2 separate regions of the Triticum aestivum genome follow, and region 2 is linked to region 1. Evidence: chromatin contacts called from public Hi-C data. All regions are on one chromosome and are shown on one strand. The core of a region is the stretch at or near the end of the contact, and the rest is flanking DNA. Distances in the headings are between cores, read along the strand shown.

Region 1 (3,009 bases), core at 504-3,003:
CATGGACGGATGGATGCTGTTTTTCTCGCATCAATTAATATGCCTGCAGCCTCAAATGATTTTTGCTTTTCCTCGCTGCTATGCTGCGTTGCATCTAAATCACGCTACGCTACACTACACTCTAGCTAGCTGGTCGTCGACCTCATCCATCGTGTTCACACTTGTTACCCATAGGCGGCCGGCTGATCGAGTTGTATGTCAGTATGATATTGATGCCTCTAGCTAGGCGCTAGTACGTATACTGTACAATGTAGACTGAAAGATATATATGCACGGTGCGTACCTGTGGTGAGGTGTGGCGCCTTCTCCTTGAGCCCCCCGACGGCGGACAGCACGGAGATGGCCGGCGTCAGGCAGGCGTCGCTGATCACCATGGCCGTGGCGAGGATGGTGAGCAGGAAGAGCGAGATGCGCACGGGCTTGCTCGTCTCCAGGAGCTCCTTGACCCGCTGCGCGCGGTACGCCGCCGGGGAGGCCAGCTGCAGCGTGGCCAGGGCGCGCCGCCGGCTGAAGGACTTGGGGTCGTCCTGCTCCAGGATGTGCAGCTCGTCCTCCGCCTGCTGGTTCGGCACCAGGCTCACCTTGGCGTGCCGCGAGATGAGAGAGTAGAGCGCGAACGTACCGCCTGCATATATGTCATGCAACAACTTCTTTAATTTGGGCCTTTGGTATATACTTCATGCATGCATGCTAACTACAGTAAAATAACCACAAACATTCCCATGCATGTACTCAATCGTAGGATTATTTATATGATGCACAATATGAGAAGTATTACTACGTTGATCGCTAACTACAGTACGAACTACTCCTAGTTCTCTGTTATAATAATAATTAATTAATAACAACAAACACATGCACGGCCACTCGACCCACTTCATTTTGGAAAACCTTGTTTTTTAGGAAGAGACGACAAGAGACGGTCGTGTACCACGCATGCACCAAACGATCAATTTTGCCGTTGGGTCGGGGGGTCCAATTAAGCTGTTGGTACATGCAGATGCTGCGTCAATTTGCTGCATGCTAAGGTAGCTAGCTAGGTGCACCGTACGTACGTGTAACACGTCGCGCAATCTAATTACTACGATCGAGTACAAAGAAAGAAGAAAGAGGAGGAAGAAGAAGATGGAGGAGCTAAGCTAATTTGTGTGCGTACCGTCTCCATCGTCGTTGGCGCGGAGGGCGATGTAGACGTACTTGACCATGGTGAAGAGTATGAAGCTGTAGATGATGAGGGAGAGGACGCCGAGGAGGTCGTCGGTATGCCGGACGCCGGCGGTGAAGGTGCTGGAGTAGACGTACAGAGGCGACGTGCCGATGTCGCCGTAGAGCACGCCGACGCACTGGAACGCGAGGCGCAGCGTCTTGCCCCATCGCTCATGGCCGTGGTGGCTGGCGCCGCCGGCCCGGGAGGCGTCCCGGTACAGCGAGTCCTGCCGCTGCACCACCTCCGGCATGTCCAGCGCGCACTCCACCTCCAGCACCTCGTCATCGCCACCCTGCTGCTGCTGCTTCTTCTGTTGCTGCTCAGCCATCGATCGATCCTACCAGCCGGCTAGATGACTGAGCTTAATTGTTGAGAAGGATCCAAGAAGTAAGTGTGTAATTGGCTCGTGGAATAACATGCCAATATCCAGCTAGCTAGCTTGTGCTCCTGGATGGATCTAGTCTCTCATGGCCTCGCCACGCAACCTTCCCTTTTATAATGAGCTAGTACTACTATCTGCATCTCTCTGGTTAGAGTTAGCGCGCGGTACTAGTTGTGGATCGCTGGAGTATGTGAACGGCAGGGTAGCAATTAATTAAGCTGCTACTGTGTGGAGTACATACGTGCTGCTGTGCTATGCGACCCGACCTGGATACGTTTTCAGATGGACGTTGATGGATCAACAGATTCCGTCCCCGCAATGGCTTTGGCTTGGCTAGCTTACTTTTCGCCCATCACCCTTCGCGGCTCATGGCGTCAGCGTCGGGCTCGATCGGGCCACAAGGGAACTAACCGCGTGATCATAATTCATTGCTGTAGCTGTTGCTACGCCAAAGGAAATCAAAAATCGATATCTTTCCATCACTGTGCAGTCTGTTTCAGCATGGATCCACGAATTCAACCACGCGTAGACAGACCTTGGATTCAGATGCATGACCTCACGTCCGCCGCACGTACCTATGTCGAGTGAGAAAAACGCTACCTACTTATGTTGCTTGGATCCACTCATTGACCTCGGTGCAAGATCGTCGATCATCTCTTGTAGCTCTCCGTCCAGAGATATACGTACGTACGTTGATTCAGTCGGGTTGTGTCTCTTCTGTCTGGCCTTTATCTGTACATGGCTCTGTTTTCCTCAAGTAACCCAGTAGTAGTATGCTCTTCAATCTCTTCTTCGTCAGCTACGAGCATATAGTACACAGGAAGCGCCATACATGCCTAGCTTGTTTACCACAAAAATAGTCTCTGCCATTATAGTTTCCTTGACAAATTACTTGGATTAACACTGACATGCATGTCCTTCTTTTACAACACTGACACTTAATCTCTGAACAACTCAACACTTAATCTGTAAGTATGTCCTAGATTTCTGATGGAGATTTTATGCAAGCTTGCTTATTGATTATTTATTAATTGTTCCAGGTATTGCTCTGTAGGTTCTTCGCCGATAAGCAAGTGTGCTTGCTTACCAGATTAATTCAACTGAAGATAGCCAAGGACAGGCTACCATGTTAGTTAAGAGTGGACACACCGGGGTATGGTTAGCTAGCGCGAGGCACCAAACGCATTAGCCAACCAAAGCGATGCCCCACGGCGCCTAATTTATCAGATTGCGACCTGAAGAACGTGATCTCTCCATTGTATTTTCTTCAATTATCCAAGAAACAAGCAATTAAGGTGCACAGTAATTAATTGTTAGAAGCAAATCTTAATATTCAAGTTAGCGGCATGTTCATAGAAGACGCTTTGCCAAGTTTCATAAGGCTACTGTATTATTTGTTTCACTGTCATAACTGTGGCAT
Region 2 (3,141 bases), core at 536-3,035, 160 kb after region 1:
AGTCGACGAAACCGTGAGCTCCAGGATGATGCCTTCAGGACAGACACGACACCGAATCGCCGCCACCGTCCGATCCAAAGATCAAGATTTTCATCAGGAGAAGACGAAGGGAAAGGAGCAACCACAACGGAGACTTCTGGAAGATGACGACGTCCACAAGAGCCGCCTCCGTCGGTCCGGCCAAAGCCAGATAGGGTTTTTCACCCCGGAAAGCATACTGTACCTTCACCCATGGTGTGGCCAGGTACATGGAGCACCGCAAGACACCGCCACAGAACGTCGAAACACCATCCACCACACCGCCCAAGCGGCCATGGCCGCTAGCTGCCCGCACCTGAGCCGCAAGCTCAGCCCACAAGCATCACGACTCCCACCACCCAGGCCGCCGCCTAGGGAATCCCAAAGTCCCATAGGTCCTCCATGAGTGCAGGTGATGAGCCGACCGGCAAGCTCCGAGTGCCGACAGAGCCGCCAATGATCGGAAAGACGAGATTGATCGGGGAGCCACTGAGTCATTGAAGAGGTGAAGCGGGTGCGGACCACGTCGACGCCTGGCACACTTGCCGGTGACAGGTGGTCCAACCGCATAGGCGCCACCCATCTCTCCCAGCGCCACCCCTTGCGACGCCTAACTGCAACTCCCGGCCTAGATCCGCAACTGGCCCGTCTCGGCCATCCGCCCAACGATGTGAGGTACCAGACATGCCACAACTTGCAGCCGCTAAAGGGCACTAGAGATCACCACCAGAGCCATGCACGAATGGACTGACACCAGAGCAAATCCAGTCGTCGCCGGGAAATGACCCTCACCGCCACCATGGGTTGCCACCACGCCATCACAGCCCATCACCGTGCACCAACCAGGACGATCGTTGCCCCCGCCCCGAGCCACCTGCCGACGACCAGGGCGAGATCCGAGCGGATCGGACCCGTGCCCAACAGGAGCCCTCCACCACGCCACATACAACCAGCCGAGGAGGTCGAGGCCGAGTCGCATGCCCTACAGATCCTGCCCAGCCGCGCTGCCACAACCCGCGGCGCCAACCGCCGGATCTGTCGAAGCCGACACAAAGCCAGCCGCCCCGCCATCCCACCGCGCCGGCCCGCCCTGCCACGCAGCCATCGCCACGCAGTCGCGCCACCGAGCCCAAGGCCCAGCCGCCCGATATTATATGATGTTTCTCCTTTATGTTCCCGATTACATGTCTAGTTTCACCACTCAGCTACTTGATTCGATTTCCCTAAAAAAAGCTACTTGATTGGATTACCATATCTATTTTGATTACCATGTTTTATATACTGTTATTTTAATTTAAATTTAATGTAAAATTACTCAACTATTCAATAATTCTCTTTATTGATCTCCGATGTGTGGCGCATACATGTACGTCAGATTATAGGTAGGGTGCATTACAATTCAAGGCCGCTACTCCCTCTTGATAAAAAATAAATGTCATGGTTTTAATTTAAATTTAAGCTAAAAAGCACGACACTTATTTCCAAACAAATGAAATGCTACTTTTAGAGCTACTGTCTAGAGAAGGAGCGAAGCATGTGGAGAAAGTATTGCAGATTGTATGTTCCTGGTCCTAGGTAAAGGCATAGCTTCCATGCATTTCTGGCCGTTGGATATGTATGGTCCAGCGGTGCCATTTATTCCAGATTAACTTCCCATTGAGGTAATTCAACGGACGTCGTTCGTTCATACTGCTACACTATACAGAGTATAGATCCAGATGAATGCTGCCAAAAGTCAACTTTTGTTGTCTTCTTTAAAATTTGCGAGACTGACGCACGCTTGCTGCCAAAGGTAGAGCAAATCGACGTACGCACTACACTGATCACACGAATGGACAAAACCAAATCGACGTTGTTTGCAGCTAACTAAATTGACCCAGCTAGCTAGCTACAGCACATGCACATAGCTGCAATGCTTTGGCTGAGTTGACTATGAAGGTGTGCACTCTTTGACCTTTCTTCCTAGCTTCTCCACGACAGATTGTGTATGTGGAGCACATGAGGCCACGTGAATATCTTGCGTTTTACTCACTCAGCTGCAATTAATGGCATGCCAACCCACCCCGGTCTGGTGTCACAGTTTTGCCACGTGGAACTTCTGTTCGCTTTGCGTTTTTTTTCTCGCCTACACATATCTTTGGTCTTATATAATTTTGCTATTTGTTGGTATGTTATATTTGTGTGCGTGTGCTGGTGTTGGCTGTGTGCATTCTAACTATGCAGAGGCCGGGTGTGTGCTCATTATGTTTGTATTTTCCTGATGCTACATTGGAGTCAATAAAATCCACTGTGTGTCAAAAAAAACAATCTTACAGATGGGTGGAGCATCCAGAGTGGGCAAACGAGAAGCTAACTAAATTATATCCCTGTCCAATAATATTGTCCACGTGTATGAGAGAGATGATATAGAGTAAAAAACAAACTACTGTGCATAGGATCATTTCTCTCACGTGCAAGGTCCTCCACTATGTAGGTTGAAACCGGTGTCAAAATCACTTTTGCTTCATTTGACACCGGTGCCCTCTATAGAGAATAGGTGCAACTCACGATATATTTATCGGGGTACAAAGGTAGCCACGTCCTCAACTAGACAAGGAAGGATGAGGGCTTGTTGTACAAGAAATACACATGCAAAATATACAACTCAACCCCCCCCCCCCCCCCCCCCCGCGCAGTCGAAGCGGTCGCCATTGGCGACGCAAAGGCGGGATCGAAACTCCTCGAAAGACACGTAGGTAATCCCTTAGTCATGATGTCTGCAAATTGTTGGGAGGTGGGTACATGTAGAACACGTATACGTCCAAGAGCCACCTGTTCTCGAATCAAATGGATATCAAGCTCAATGTTCTTGGTGCGACGATGATGAACCGGATTAGCGGAGAGGTAAATGGCGGAGACGTTGTCACAGTAGACGATGGTGGACTTGTCAACAGGACATGAACGCTCATGGAGAAGCTGATGGAGCCACGAGCACTCTTCAACCACGTTAGCCACCGCACGATACTCTGCCTCAACACTGGAGCGAGAGACGGTGGGCTGCCGCTCGAACGACCAAGAGATAAGTGACGGTCCAAGATAAACGCAATATCCTGAAGTGGAACATCGTGTGTCAGGGCAGCCTGC

Evidence for each region. A called contact is a pair of places that touch in the nucleus more often than the background predicts.
Region 2: a Hi-C map of leaf shows a contact between it and region 1, with 3 times the contacts expected there. The contact joins the enhancer-like site here to the promoter of LOC123052988 in region 1. A contact is called at or near these places in 2 of 5 Hi-C or Micro-C datasets (both in leaf).

Annotation. Positions count from the first base shown.
Region 1 is chr2D:327,872,294-327,875,302 of IWGSC CS RefSeq v2.1, forward strand. It overlaps LOC123052988 (potassium transporter 22), which reads right to left and starts at 1,754. Exons shown (of 6, transcript XM_044476355.1): 1 at 1,157-1,754; 2 at 284-625. The coding sequence starts at 1,535.
Region 2 is chr2D:328,033,941-328,037,081 of IWGSC CS RefSeq v2.1, forward strand. No RefSeq gene overlaps it. Among protein-coding and RNA genes, the nearest start is that of LOC123052990, 140 kb to the right of the region's middle. Within about 2 kb of position 1,786, at least 1 of the 8 cell types and tissues checked has an H3K27ac peak or open chromatin away from gene starts, as enhancers often do. A contact at or near this core is called in leaf, where this site is marked.